Regions from separate parts of the Sus scrofa genome. Here region 2 is linked to region 1. Evidence: chromatin contacts called from public Hi-C data. All regions are on one chromosome and are shown on one strand. The core of a region is the stretch at or near the end of the contact, and the rest is flanking DNA. Distances in the headings are between cores, read along the strand shown.

Region 1 (7,280 bases), core at 4,190-6,689:
AGATATCCCCCATTACTTCCCAGTAGCTGACTGGAAGTATCCCAGTTTACTCAACCAGCCTTCTGTGTTTGGGCATTTAGGTCATTTCCATTATCTTGCAATTAATGATACAATGAAGAAGCTTACCTATGTAAGAGTACATATTATTTTTGGAGATATCTTTAGAGTAAATTCCTAGAATGTGTGTCTATATGTTTTCGCGTGGCCATATATATTCAAGTTTCTGGGTGCACAGCTAGACGTGGAATTGCCGGGTCATAGGACAACTTCGTGTTTAACATTTTGAGGACCTGGCAAGTTGTTTTCTGGAGCAATGGCACCATTTACATTCCTACCAGCAGTGCATCAAGGTTCCAGTTTCTGCACATCCTCAGCAAAACTTGTTCCTGCCTGTGATTTTTGAGTACAGCCCTCCTAGTGGGGGTGAAGTAGTATTTTGTTGGGTCTTTGACTTATTCCAATAAGAGTGAATCATGTCAAGCATCCTTACATGTGTTTTTGGCCACCTATACATTTTCTTTGAAGAAATGTCTGGTGAAATCCTCTTCCCATTTTTCTTTCTTTTTTTTCTTCTTCTTTCGTCTTTTTAGGGCCACACCCACAGTAAACGGAAGTTTCCAGGCTAGGGGTCAAATTGGAGCTGCATCTGCAGGCCTACACCACAGCCACAGCCACGCCAGATCAGAGCCGCGTCTGTAACCTACGCTGAAGCTCGTGGCAACGGGGATCCTTAACCCGCTGAGTGAGGCCAGGGATCAAATTCGCATCCTCATAGATATTATGTCAGGTTCTTAACCCACTGAGCCACCGTGGGAACTCCCTTTCCTCATTTTTCGATTGGGTTGTTTTGTAGCTGTTGGGTTGCTTGTATATCCTGGTACTAAGTCTCATCCATTTTTATTAGTTACACATATTTTCTCCCATTCCGTAGGCTGTCTCTGCACTTTTTTATGGCATCCTTTGCCACACGCAAGTTTTTAATTTGGAGAAAATCCTATTTATCTGTTTTACCTTTTGTCATTTGCGCTCACGGTGGTGTATGCAGGAAGGGTTTGCCCAACCCAAGGTGATGTGTGTATGTTTTCTTCTAAGCGTTTGAGCCTTGACATTTAGGTTGCTGAAGTCCTCACCAGGACCACACAATGTGACTGCATTTGGAGAGAAAGTCTTTAGAGAAAGAATTCAGTTAAAATGAAATCCCTGGGGTGGGCCCTGCTCTACGATGATTGGTGTCCTTATAAGAAGAGGAGATTGGGACACAGACGCTGACATTACAAAGGGAAAGCCCTGTGAAGACACAGGGAGAAGACGGCCGTCTGCAAGCCAAGGAGGGAGGCTGCAGAGACGAACCCTGCAGACACTGTGATCTCGGACTTTTAGCCTCCAGAGCTCAGACGAAGTAATTTTCTGTTCTTTAGACCAGCCTGTGCTACTTGGTTATGGTTGTTACAGCAAATTAATACATGAATCCCACTTGGTCATGGTATATTATTTTCTTAAATCACGTAGCCCTTGTGCCTTTTTTTGAGAGCAATACTTTTTTGTATTTTTTTTTTTTTTTGGTCTTTTTGCCTTTTTCTAGGGCTGCTCCCGCGGCATATGGAGGTTCCCAGGCTAGGAGTCTAATGCGAGCTGTAGCCACCAGCCTACACCACAGCCACAGCAACGGAGGATCTGAGCCTCGACTTTGACCTACACCACAACTCATGCAACGCCAGATTCTTAACCCACTGAGCAAGGCCAGGGATCGAACCCGCAACCTCATGGTTCCTGGTCGGATTTGTTAACCCCTGAGCCACGACGGGAACTCCTTGAGAGCAATAAGTTTATCTCTGTTCCTGTAAGAAGTGGCAAACCACAGCCCGTGGGCCAAATCTAGTCTGCTGCCTATTTTTCAAACAGGTTTCTTTGGGACATAGCCACACCCACTTGTTTGCATATTATTTCGGACTGCTTTTGTGGTACAATGGCAGAGTTGAAAAGCTAAGCTTGCAAAACTCAAAATATTTATTATCTGGTGCCTTGGAAAAAATTTGCTGACCCCTGCTCTAGTAGCTACTTGGGATGGACTTACGTGCATAGTCTTCTTTGAGTTCTTGCTTTTTAAAGCATTTTTGTTTCTCTCTAGCCTTTGATGTTGGAAAAACAACATGGGTGGATGTATATAAAATCCTTAGCTTGCATCTTCTTTCCTTGAGCTTTTAGAAAATGCTGAAAATGCGGCATCATTATTGCCTCGCTTTGCTCTTGAGAAATCTGATGCCAAATATTTTGGTTACCAGACTCCACAACAAGCTACCTACCCTAAAGGGAATGGCTTAAAGAAAGGACCATTTTGATTATAATTTCACAATCTCTGGGGTAGGAATTTGGGTAGGATTTGGCTGGGTGATTCTTCTGTTCCACGTGGCCTTAATTGGGGCCACTCAGGGGTATTCAGCTGATGGCAAGGCTGATACAGAGAATTTGTGATGACTTCACTAGTGTTAGCTAGGACCAGGGGGCTCCTCACCCTCTCCATGTAGTCTCAGAACTTCTCCACTATATTTTATTTTATTTATTTTATTTTATTTGTCTTCTTGCCATTTCTTGTGCTACTCCTGTGGCATATGGAGGTTCCCAGGCTAGGGGTCCAATCGGAGCTGTGGCCACCGGCCTATGCCAGAGCCACAGCAACGCAGGATCTGAGCTGCGTCTGCGACCTACACCACAGCTCACAGCAACGCCGGATCCTTAACCCACTGAGCGAGGCCAGGGATCGAACCCGTAACCTCATAGTTCCTAGTCAGATTCGTTAACCACTGAGCCACAACAGGAACTCCCCCACTATATTTTACATAGTGGCTCAGGGCTTCAAGAGCAAGTGTTTCCAAAGACCTGGGTGGACTCCTCAAGACTCCATATGATTTAGGCCTGGAAGTCCCATAATACCACACATTCCATTGGTCAAGCAATTCACTTAGGCCAGCCTGGATTAAAAGTGATAAAGAATTTACAGGGAGTTCCCATTGTGGCTCAGCGGGTTAAGAGCCCAACATAGTGTCTGTGAGGATGCAAGTTCATCCCTGGCTTTGCTAGGTGGGTCGGGGATCCAGCATTGCTGTGAGCTGTGGTGTAGGATGCAGATGCTGCTCAGATCCTGCCTTGCTATACGGCTGTGGCATAGGCTGGCAGCTGCAGCTCCGATTCGACTCTTAGCCTGGGAACTTCCATATGCTGTAGCTGTGGCCCTCAAAAAAAAAAAAAAAAAAAAAAAAAAAAAGTGACATGCTCTGTGTTCTTAAATGCCTCCAAGGGCCCTAGCAATAGACTCAAAAATGGCCTGGAGCATTTAGGATGAAGCCTGAGAGCAGTGCAGTGAAATCGTGGGGACAGGAGCCACACAGCTATGGGTTGGGGATTGAGAGGGTGCTGAGTTGGCAGAGATTTGTGAATAAAAAGGCAGGAGTAGTAACCAGAGCATGATCTAGAGTGACAGAGGTGTCCTCCTTTTTCTTTAGAGCAGGAAAAGCTCAAACATGAATAGATGGTGACAGCAAAGGACAAGTAGGTAAAAGAAGTCGGCAATTTGGGGAATGAGAGTGAGGACTGAAATGCTTGAAAGAAGTTTTCTGAGAATGTGAGAGGTGCAGAAATACAGAACTGAGGTGGCGAGATGCTAATATGAATATATTAAAAGTGGTTAATTCCCAGAATGGCTAAACCACATACTGAAATTACTGTGGTTTCAATCAATAGGGCAAACAGAGCAAGCCACATTTACATGTTTATTTTACATTATTTACACATCTTTCCTCCAAAGGGCAGGATCGATGTTTCACCTTTTCAATGCCTTCCACACAATTGGTGCTCCGTAAGTAGTGAGTAAACAAGAGCTCCCTTACCTGTATTCTGTGTTTCTTAACACATTCAAAACATAGCTAAGACCCTGCACACAAGTGAAAAATTCTTCTATGTATGCAAAACAGTCACAAAATTTATGTGTGATAGACGATGCCAACTTTTTTTGAGGAACCTGTTTACTCGAATTTAACAAACTTGGTTTCCAGCATCTCCTTCACCATAGAGGTTTAAAAATAGGAGATGAGAGGAGGAAGAGGATGCTGTAAAGGCAGGCAGGCAGGCAGACAGCAGCAGGAGGTGGCACGATGTACCATAAGTTGCCAAAAAACAGTGAAAAACCAGACTCAAAACATACCGGCCTGGGCTCTCCTGGTTTAGAGATTCACATCCTTCACTAACATATCAAGAGTCTTTAAAGTGTTTGGAGCCTCAAAAAATGTTGAGAAAATGATCCTTTGAACTGTTAAAAGAAGCATTGCTGTTCCTCATTCGGCACCACCTTCTGTTTCTCACACAGTTTGGACAGGATTTGATCAAAAATGGATATTAGGAGTTCCCGTCGTGGCGCAGTGGTTAACGAATCCGACTAGGAACCATGAGGTTTCGGGTTCGGTCCCTGCCCTGGCTCAGGGGGTTAACGATCCGGCGTTGCCGTGAGCTGTGGTGTAGGTTGCAGACGCGGCTCGGATCCCGCGTTGCTGTGGCTCTGGCGTAGGCCGGTGGCTACAGCTCCGATTAGACGCCTAGCCTGGGAACCTCCACATGCCGCGGGAGCGGCCCAAAGAAATAGCAAAAAGACAAAAAAAAAAAAAAAAAAAAAAAAAAAGGATATTAAAGCAAAAAAGCTGATGCTGAGATGGTAACCTTTATTTACTCTCCGTTCCTTTGTCCAAGCTGTTTACCTAGCTTTTAATGTCCCCTCCCCCTTTTTTCCTCCTAGTACGTCCTTTTCTTCCCTGCATGGTGAACACAAATGCCACCTCTTCCAAGAACCCCCGAGCATTGTCCAAGCGGAAGTAATCTCTTCCTCTGTTCTCCCACAACATCTCACTGTGGCTTGGCTTTGCACGGGTCACCAGACCTGGTTGTTTACATGGCTGCTTTTCCACTAAGTTATGCGCTTCTTGTGATCGGGGACCGTGACGATGACGATGTAACCACACAGCACCTGGTACAGCGCTACAGCGCTAGGCACGGAGTCGGTGCTCAGTAACTGCTCGCTGGGTTGAATCAATCTGGAAAAATCACTCGGGGCAGGGTCTCGTGCTCCAGGCACGGATGAATGATTCGGGGTGGAGGTGGTTCTTTGCATTTTTTACCTCGTAGTTACGTCGGGGCGAGCATCCAGGTGGCGGGGCCCATACCTACGGAGTAGAAATGCACCTCCGCGGCCCGCTGCAGACACCCGGGCGAAGTCGGTAGGGGGCAAGTTTCCTCCGCCCTCCCGGAACCCGGCCGTAGGGGGCGGGGCTCGAGGGGAATGAGGCCCGCTGGCCCGCCCCCTCCTCCGCGCGGCGGAAGCCCCGCCCCCAGCCGCGCGTTCGCGCAGGCGGCTCGTGCCCGCCCCCAGCCCTGCGCCCTCGCGCCCTCGCGCCCTCGCGCCGGGGGCGGGCTCGCTGCGCGTGCCGGGCGGGGAAGCGGCGCGAGCCGGGCGCCTGAGAACGTTCGCCGCGGGGGCGGCTCCGGGGCCTGAGCGGACGCCGCCGCCGCCTGAGCCGCGGGGGCCGGGCCGGAGGAGACGGAGGAGGCTGCGGCCCCCGAAGACCTTCTCGACGCCCCCAGCTCCGGCCGAGAAGTAAGTACGGTGGGGGTTGGCGGCGGCGGCGGCCGCTGGCTGCGGGAGAGGAGCGCGGTGCTGGAGCCTCGCGCTCGCGAGGGACGAGAAGGAGCCCGCGCAGCGCCCGCACCTGGGGAGCCTGCGGGGGTGCAGGGCCGGGAGCGGCGGAGACTGAGCCTGGGAGCCGGGGCCGCAGCACCGCGCGCGCTGTGAGAGGAGACGGCGCCGCGCGAGCGGTCTCCGCCGCTCCTGGCCCCCGCCGCTCCCGGCCCTGGAGGGGCGATCCGAGGGGATGGAGCGCAGCCCCCGGCTGGCGTCGCCGAGCTGTGATCCCCGGGGCCGGGGAGGGGACTCCCGGGTCCCGAGCTTGCTGTGGCCACCGGGCGCGGAGCTGGGGTGCGGGCGCTGGACTGATGCTGCCGGAGGCCGGCTGGCTGGGAGGAGGCTCTGCGTTAGGTGTTGAAGGGGGCGAAGGAGGCAGGTCCTGGCAGAGGGCAGGTGAGGCAGGCAGGCCCTGGCAGAGGGAAGGGAATTTATTTCACATCGCCCTAAAGCACTATTTCCCGAGGCGCCTAACAGTGAACCTGTCCCCCGAGGTCACCCTTTAAAGGAAAGTGCCCTGAGAGGAGGGAGGATGCAGCTATGGAATGCTTGCTGTTAAATTCCTGTGCCAGGCCTTGGGATTAGGAAGACCTTCCAGCCTTCTCAGCAAATGTTTATTGATTAGCTCTTTTCGGTCGAGAACCGTGATCCACAAAATTGTGTAAAACACAGCCATCGTTTGCTGTTTGGGTGCGGACAATCCGATTGTGAAGGTATGCGTATAAAATACAAAGCAGATTTGAGTTTTACCTCATACCGTATTCATTTTAGGTCTCTTTTTTCACAGTATTGGGAGGTTCGAGTCATAAAACTGCTTGGTTTGGGGATTCAAGTAGGAGGGTCCGAGAAGCTTGTGGGAAGAATTTGGGAGTTTTTGAAGGTGCTTTTAACATTTAAAGGGGGAGAAGGGAAAAGAGAATTGGAAATAGGTAAGAGAAGGGAAAAGGGAATTGGAAATAGATAAGAAGTTCCCTTCCTTCCTAAGTAGAATGAAACTCCATGACTGTTAACTGAATCCTCAGTGACAGGAACAGAGCCTGAGCCCCAGCAGGCACTAAATGCCTGCCTCTTGCAAAAATGAATGAACCCAGCAAGGTTTTGCTCTATTTTACACGGAACCCTGTTGATCAATTTGGTGGTAGGGATAGCTGATGAACTTTACTTGTTCTTCAGGCTCGATCTCTCCTTTTTTTTTGGCCGAGTAACCCAGGTTCTTAGATCTTCGTGGCTATAGTGACGGAGGTGTGATTTTTTTTTTTTTGGCCTTGCTGCCACTTTCACGTCTTTATTGCATGTTGGCTGCCAGGAGCTTACTCTTTGGGCCATTGCTTCAAGTCATCCCATTTCTGGCCCTCCTCTTTTCCATCACTTGGGGAAGGAGAATACTTTTGTCTAGAGAACACTTTTTCATTTTTATTCGTGTTCTTGGATCTTAGGTCTATAGTGAGAGGATATATCTCTGTTTTTTGAGGGCTGAGATTCTGCCTTTTCTCTGCCTTGGTTGGATTTCGGGACTCAGGCTCCAGGCTGCTGTTTCAATTGCCTGTGCTGCAGTGCC
Region 2 (7,565 bases), core at 589-3,088, 61 kb after region 1:
GAAAGTCTATAGGTTTTAAATGTAAAACCTAAGTGCAGAACTGTTGCAAAATGGAGAAAAACAGTGGTGGAAGAGGAGTGGAGCCCAAGTGCCTGCCTGGCAGGGTGCTGCTGTCACATGGATTGTGTGATGTGACATATGATGTGACCCCCCCCCCAAAACCCATTCACTGAGCCCCTGTCTAAGTGCTTGGTGGCAGAATTACTTCAAAGTTCACTTTTTACTCTTCCAACACTTACTCTTTATCTTGTAGCTTTTTTTTTCCTCCCAAGAGAATTCATGTATTTGTACTAATTTTCAAAGAGGAATCTGTTTAATTTCAGGATATGTAGACTTACACAGGGTTTGATCATTAACTATTTCAGAAGACATTTTTTTTGGATTATTGTTTTGGTCTTATTTTATTGTTTCCTTTTTATAATTTGTTTTAAAGGAAGGGTAAGAGGGATGCTTTTTTTTTTTTTTGGCCATAACTTCAACATATGGAAGTTGCCAGGCCAGGGATTGAACCCAAGCCTCATCAGCGACCTGAGCTGCTGCAGAGACAACACAGATCCTTAACGCACTGCACCACAGCAGGAGCTCCAAGAGGAATATTTTGAGTGTGCTTTTTCCTTACCTTTGTCATTCTCTGAAAGTGAGGCAAGAGGAAGTAACAGAGAGACTTCTCCATTCGTTCCGTGCTCACCTCCAGAGTAATCTGATCAAGACACTACTTTCATCATGCAACTTCCCACCTCGGAAACCCTCAAAGATTTCCTGTGGTTTTTGAAAGAAGTTCCTACTCCTCAGGTCTGATGCTATCAGCCCTTAGTTCCCTGCTCACAACAAGCTCCAATTAAGCTACTGAAGGCACTTTTCATTTTTTTCCACTGTGACGTGCTCATTTCTTCTCTCTGTGCATTATCTCCTGTCACCCCACCACCACTGCGTTTTTACTCGCCCTGCAGCCAGCTTTATTGTCACCAGCCCGTTTTCATCCCTGTGATGATCCATGGTACTTGTCTGTATTATTCCTTTGACTTTCAATTTTATGCTGCTCTGAACTGCTTCATAATTACACAAACAAGATTGAAAGTCCTTGAGAGCAGAGAGTCTACCTTATATTTATTTGATTCCTCAGTAAATACAATGCTGGATTCTTAATGTTTGTGAGATGGAAATGAAAATTAGCAGGCATTCCGATGGTGATAAATTTGAGTAATGTTCTGTGTTGATTTTGCTTGATGAAGCTATTTGACATTTGCTAAATGGATTCTTGATTTGCCAGTGATGATTGTATAATCCATTCACTGTGAAGTTTTGTAAATTAAGATTAATTGGGAAAATATGAGTTTTTGAAAGACAATCAGAGAGAAATGCTCTTATTACTTTTAGTTACATGCGGTAATTGGACCGGTAATAGTGTTTCGGAAGCAGAAGTCTGTTTTTATGAGAGAAGTCCTCATTTACGGTTGGCAACATTTACAGTTGTTTGCCCGAGATGTAGAACAGCTTGCTTTCTTAAGTGAAACGTGCTCCCCGTAGTCTTGTTTTCAAAAGTATTAATTTGAATAGCAGGCTGTGGTTAGATAGTGCAAAGCTATAAGCACCATCCAGATTGGGTTAGTTTAAATATATTAAAAGAAATAGGCAGAATTTGAGACTTGGCTAAACTGAAACGTGCAAATTTCCATCCAGAGGGCAGAGGTGAGGATTGCAGAGACTTCTGAAGGTACCTGCATGTTACAACCTACCAGTGTTTATTCAGGGTGACTCACCGTCTGCTTAGCTTGGCCCAGAGCTAATCACGGTGTTTTCTCAGTGCTGGATAATAAGAACTCTTTTTCGAGACCTCACGCGCATGGTTTATTGTCAGACTGTAAAACGGTAGGTCGGCGGGGATGAATCATGCAGAGACGTCTGAGACAGAATCATCTTGGTCCGGTTGAGGGAGGGTGCTCCCTGGAGAGAGTCTGCGTGGGTGAGGTTAAAAGAACAAGTTTCCTCTCGCCTGTCGTCCCCAGCGGGTATCACCTGCTTATTACGCTTTCCGTTTAGTATCTTTCTGTAAGGGTTAATAGTCACTGTTCCTGGTGTTACATCTTAAATATTGACCTGTAACTCTCCAGCTTGGCCAGATTTTAAGTGAGTCAGAGGTTTTTTTGGTAATGAAATCAGGTTAAAGATCTTTCCAAATCTTGTTTGAAGAGAGCTGGTTCTGTTATGAATGTCGATTTGACTTTGGGTGCTGGTGAGGTTATATATGCCATGGCCAGGGGCAGCTGACTGTTCATTTTTAAATGTAATTTGTCTAGGGTATGTAGATTAAATTCAGATGTCTGGGGGGAAGGATCAAGAATGAGTTTTTCCAAGAAGAAATCAGTTAGGTAAAGGACAGAATCATAGGGTATTAGGCTACTAAGTGCCTGTAGTTTCTCTCTACTGCCTCTGATTGCAGAGGAAGAATGCAGAGCTCTGATGAAACATTAGAGAAGTAAAAGCAGCGCTTTCCCCTTGCTTTGGTTGTAGGAAATTGTGCTTAGGCTTAAGGTAGACTGAGGGATTTCAAAGCCAAAAAAGCACTGAAAGCAAAGGAGTAATGCTGAAGTTTGACCCACAAAGCAAATAGCTGGGAGGAGGGAGTAACTTTTTTCTTTTTCTTTTTTCTTGTCTTTTTAGGGCCGCATGTGCAGCATATGGAAGTTCCCAGGCTAGGGGTCAAATCAGAGCAGCAGTCAGTGGCTTATGCCACAGCCACAGCAACGCCAGAACTCCTCTTTTTCTATTTCTTTAAAAATAACATCATTTGGGAGTTCCCATTGTGGCACAGCAGAAACAAATCCAACTAGGAACCATGAGGTTGCTGGTTCTATCCCTGACCTTGCTCAGTGGGTTAAGGATCTGGCGTTGTTGTGAGCTGCGCTGTAGGTCGCAGATGTGGCTCAGATTCCAGCATTGCTGTGGCTGTGATGTAGGCTGGCAGCTGTGGCTCCTATTGACCCCTAGCCTGGGAACCGCCATGTGCCACAGGTGCAGCCCTAAAAGGACAAAAAGACAAAAAAAAAAAAAAAAATCATTTGAAGAATTGTGAGAATGCCCCTGCACTAATTTTATTGGATGATTATTTCTTCTTGCTGTTGTATTTATATTGTTATGTAAGTATCTTTAATAAATATTTACAAGTATCTTTAAGTGTATCATTTATTAACTTTTTTATAGTAGTATTTCCTAAATTATTATAAGGCAGAGAGGAGAGAAGATCCCCTGTTGGCTGGGTGGAGATTGGGTGTGGAGATTGCCCTGTGGCTGTTGTGAAATGGAACGTGGTTGGGAAGTAGATACGGGAGATGACGAATTAAGAGGCCATATGTTACTGATGGTACTTGGTTGAAGAGTTGAGTTAATGTGCTGTTCTGTTAATGTACCCTATGGACGGCTTGACCTGAGATCAGCCATTGAGACCAGTAATAATCCTAACCAGTGGAAAAGGATACAGTTGTTTAGTGCTGATCCTGACAGTGGAGAACTTTAACTGCTGTTCTGTATTTGAATGTAACACTTTCTGAATCTAGGACCACTCTTTGCAACAGAGTTGCGTTAAAGACTAATTGAGTAAGAGATACAGAGTGTTGTGAATACTAGTGTTTCTAAAGCATTTTGAAGATGAGGAAAAAGTGCTGTTCAAGTGCTGTCGTAATAATTTTTAGAAGTAAAGATGCCATAGAAGTTCCCGTCGTGGCTCATCGGTTAACAAACCTGACTGGCATCCATGAGGACAGGGGTTTGATCCCTGGCCTTGATCAATGGGTTAAGGATCTGGCGTTGCCCTGAGCTGTGGTATAGGTCACAGACATGGCTCGGATCCCAAGTTGCTGTGGCTGTGGCATAGGCTGGAGGCTACAGCTCCGATTGGACCCCTAGCCTGGGAACCTCCATGTGCTGTAGGTGCGGCCCTAAAAAGACAAAAAAAAAAAAAAAAAAAAAAAAGGAAAGATGCCATAGACCCATAAAACCTATGGCATGGCATTTATTGATGAGTACTTTCTTCAGTAACAGAGTTAATTTTCTCCTGGGTCTCTTGCCAGAATGCTGGGCCCTGCCACACTCTCCTGTCTGTCTGCATAGATGGTATTAGTTGTTTTTGTTTTTTGGTTTTTTTTGCAGCAAGAAATAGATATTGGAGTTCTCGTCGTGGTGCAGTGGTTAACGAATCCGACTAGGAACCATGAGGTTGCGGGTTCGGTCCCTGCCCTTGCTCAGTCGGTTAACGATCTGGCGTTGCCGTGAGCTGTGGTGTAGGTTGCAGACGCGGCTCGGATCCCACGTTGCTGTGGCTCTGGTGTAGGCCGGTGGCTACAGCTCCGATTCGACCCCTAGCCTGGGAATCTCCATATGCCGCGGGAGCGGCCCAAGAAATAGCAACAACAACAACAACAAAAGACAAAAAGACAAAAGGACAAAAAAAAAAAAAAAAAAGAAATAGATATTATTTTGTCTCTTTGAAGAAAGAACATGCAATTTGGAGCCAGAAAGAGTTATACAAACACAATATTATTAATTTTCTTAATTTTCTTTCATTATGTCCTTTGATTTTATCATTGCCTATGAAATAAAAGCTAAAGTCTTAGTATTGCACTCAAACCTCTGTGTGGTAGTTGGTAGCTCTGGATGCATATTAAAATAACACAAGGAACTTTCCAAGGTGGGGTTTAGGTATACTCTTTAGGTATCTTTATTTTATTCTCATACTGTATTGAGATTTGTATGGGTTTAGAACTCTAAGGAAATACAAAGAATTATCTTGTTGATCTTTACAAAAACATCCTATTGTGAATTTGGGTTTGCATTGAATCAGAACAGGATTCTGATCGGTTTTGGGAGAATTGACATTCTAACAGTTTTGCGTCATTCATTTCATGAATGTGGTGTATCTCTCTATTTACATTTTCTTTGACTTCTTTCATCAGTATTTTGTAGTTTTCAGCATACAAATCTTGAACATACTTTTTAAAAAAATTATTCATGTTTTTCATATTTTGGTGCTACTGTATTTCCAGTTATCTTTTGCTAATTACAGAAATATGAATTTTGTGTGTCGACTTTGTATTCTGCAAGCCTGCCAGACTCCTTTATTATAGTGTGTTTTTGGGTTCTGCAGAGTTTTTTCCTAGGTTCTTTGGGATTTTCTACACAGTAGGTCATATTGCCTGGAGTATATATAGCTTTATTTTTTAAACTTTTCATTTGTATGTGTTTTTATATTTTTTTTCTTGCTTGCTTTATTGCACTAGCTGGTTCTCCAGTGCGGGGTCGAGTTGTAGTGGTGAGAGCTGTCATCCTTGACTTGTTCTAGGTCTCACGGGAGAAGCACTTACTTGGTCTTTCATCATGAAGTGTGATTTTTTTTTTTTTTTTTTTTTTTTTGCTATTTCTTGGGCCGCTCCCACGGCATATGGAGGTTCCCAGGCTAGGGGTCCAATTGGAGCTGTAGTCACCGGCCCAGGCCAGAGCCACAGCAACACGGGATCCGAGCCTCGTCTGCGAGACCTACACCAAAGCTCACGGCAACGCCAGATCGTTAACCCACTGAGCAAGGGCAGGGACCGAATCCGCAACCTCATGGTTCCTAGTCGGATTCGTTAACCACTGCACCACGACGGGAACTCCATGAAGTGTGATGTTAACTGTGGTTACTTTTTTTGAAGACGCCTGTTATCAGACTGAGGAAATTCCTTTATTTTCCTGGTATCCTGAGAGTATTTATCAGGAATGGGTGTTGAGTGTTGTCATCTGCATCTATTTGCATGATCGCACAGTTTTTCTCTATATATTGATTGATTTTTCAAATGTCAAACTAGTGTTACATTACTGGGATAAAGCTCCCTGGGTTATCATTTTTTAAAATCATTCTTTTGTTAATCTTTTCTTTTTATATGGCTACATTTTGTGTGTGTGTGTGTGTGTGTGTGTGTCTTTTGTCTTTTGTTGTTGTTGTTCCTATTTCTTGGGCCACTCCCACGGCATATGGAAGTTCCCAGGCTAGGGGTCGAATCGGAGCTGTAGCCACCAGCCTACGCCAGAGCCACAGCAACGCGGGATCCGAGCCGCGTCTGCAACCTACACCACAGCTCACGGCAACGCCGGATCGTTAACCCACCAAGCAAGGGCAGGGACCGAACCCGCAACCTCATGGTTCCCAGTCAGATTCGTCAACCACTGTGCCACGACGGGAACTCCTATATGGCTACATTTGATTTGCTCACATTTTGTTGCAGGGTCTGTGCCTGTGTTCATGAAAGATACCAACTCATTATTTTTTTTATCGTAATGTTATTTATGTAGTTTTGGTATCAGAATAATGCTGGACTCATAAAAAAATTGGGAAGTATTCCCACCTTTTTTATTCCCTAGAAGAAAGTAGAAATGCAGTTATTTTTCTCCTTAAATGTTTAGTATCTTCCAGAATAGCTCTCTGAATGAGGAGCTTTCTTTTATGGAGTGCTTAAAAATACCAAATTTGGGTTACCTATTTCTTCTTGAGGCAGCCATAATAGTTTGTGTTTTTCAAGGAGTAGCTTGTGTCTGTCCAGTTCACCCAAGTTGTTGAATTTATGGATGTAAAGTATTTGTTATATTTTCTTATTATTTATGTCGTGTTTAGAGAACCTGTGGTGATATCCCCTCTTTCATTCTTGATATTGATAATTTGGGTCATCTCTCTTTTTTTCTTAGTCAGTCTGGCTAGAGATTTATCAATGTTATTGGCTTATTCAAAGAAGCAGCTTTTGGTTTCATTAATTTTCTGTATTTCTCTGTTTTCAATTTCATTCACTTTTACTCTTACTCATTATTTTTTTCCTTTTGCTTGTTTTGGGTTTAGTGTGCTCTTCTTTTTCTAGTGTCTTCATTTGGGAGCTTTAGGTTATTGGCTTAAGAACCTGCTCTTCTAGTATAAACATTTCATATTTATAAAGTGAAAAGTGCCCACTTGCTCATTGCTTTCCTTTGGATGCCTGCTTTTCACCCTGAATGCAGCCAATGGTATTTTTTCATTATCCTTTCTGACCTTTATACACAGACAAATATATGAGAATATTAGAATATTATTTTTACTCTTTCCTTTTTTTTTTTTTTTTTTTTGTCTTTTGTCTTTTTAGGACCATACCCGCGGCATATGGAGGTTCTCAGGCTCGGGGTCTTAATCAGATCTGTTGGTGCCAGCCTACACCACAGCCACAGCCACAGCAACGCTGGATTTGAGCCGTGTCTGCGACGTACACCACAGCTCACTTAACCTATTGAGCAAGCCCAGGGATTTTATTCAGAAATAGAAAACACCTACTGAAAAATACCTAAAACAAGGTACACTATAACGAGTTGTTATAAAGCATATGTCTATATACATACTCCAGAGGCCCAGGAATAGAATGGTGTCGGCACCCGGAAGCCCCATGTGTTGCCCTTTCTGTGTTGCTGCTCCTGCACCCTCTTCTCCTAAAGGAAATCAGTATCCCAGTTTCTATGGAAATCTCTTCTAAGATTAATTTTTACTTATCTTCTGTGGAATTTTCTTGGTATTCTTG

The links. A called contact is a pair of places that touch in the nucleus more often than the background predicts.
Region 2: a Hi-C map of alveolar macrophages shows a contact between it and region 1, with 2.2 times the contacts expected there. The contact joins the enhancer-like site here to the promoter of DTNB in region 1. A contact is called at or near these places in 1 of 5 promoter capture datasets (liver), 16 of 47 Hi-C or Micro-C datasets (alveolar macrophages, blood, embryonic fibroblasts and 9 more) and 1 of 2 datasets of contacts at active chromatin or transcription factors (alveolar macrophages).

What each region holds. Positions count from the first base shown.
Region 1 is chr3:113,223,722-113,231,001 of Sscrofa11.1, forward strand. DTNB (dystrobrevin beta) reads left to right here and starts at 5,440. Exons shown (of 21, transcript XM_021087744.1): 1 at 5,440-5,638.
Region 2 is chr3:113,288,508-113,296,072 of Sscrofa11.1, forward strand. The region is part of intron 4 of DTNB (dystrobrevin beta); the gene reads left to right. Among named protein-coding and RNA genes, the nearest start is that of DTNB, 63 kb to the left of the region's middle. Within about 2 kb of position 1,839, at least 21 of the 83 cell types and tissues checked have an H3K27ac peak or open chromatin away from gene starts, as enhancers often do. A contact at or near this core is called in alveolar macrophages, fetal liver, liver and 1 more, where this site is marked.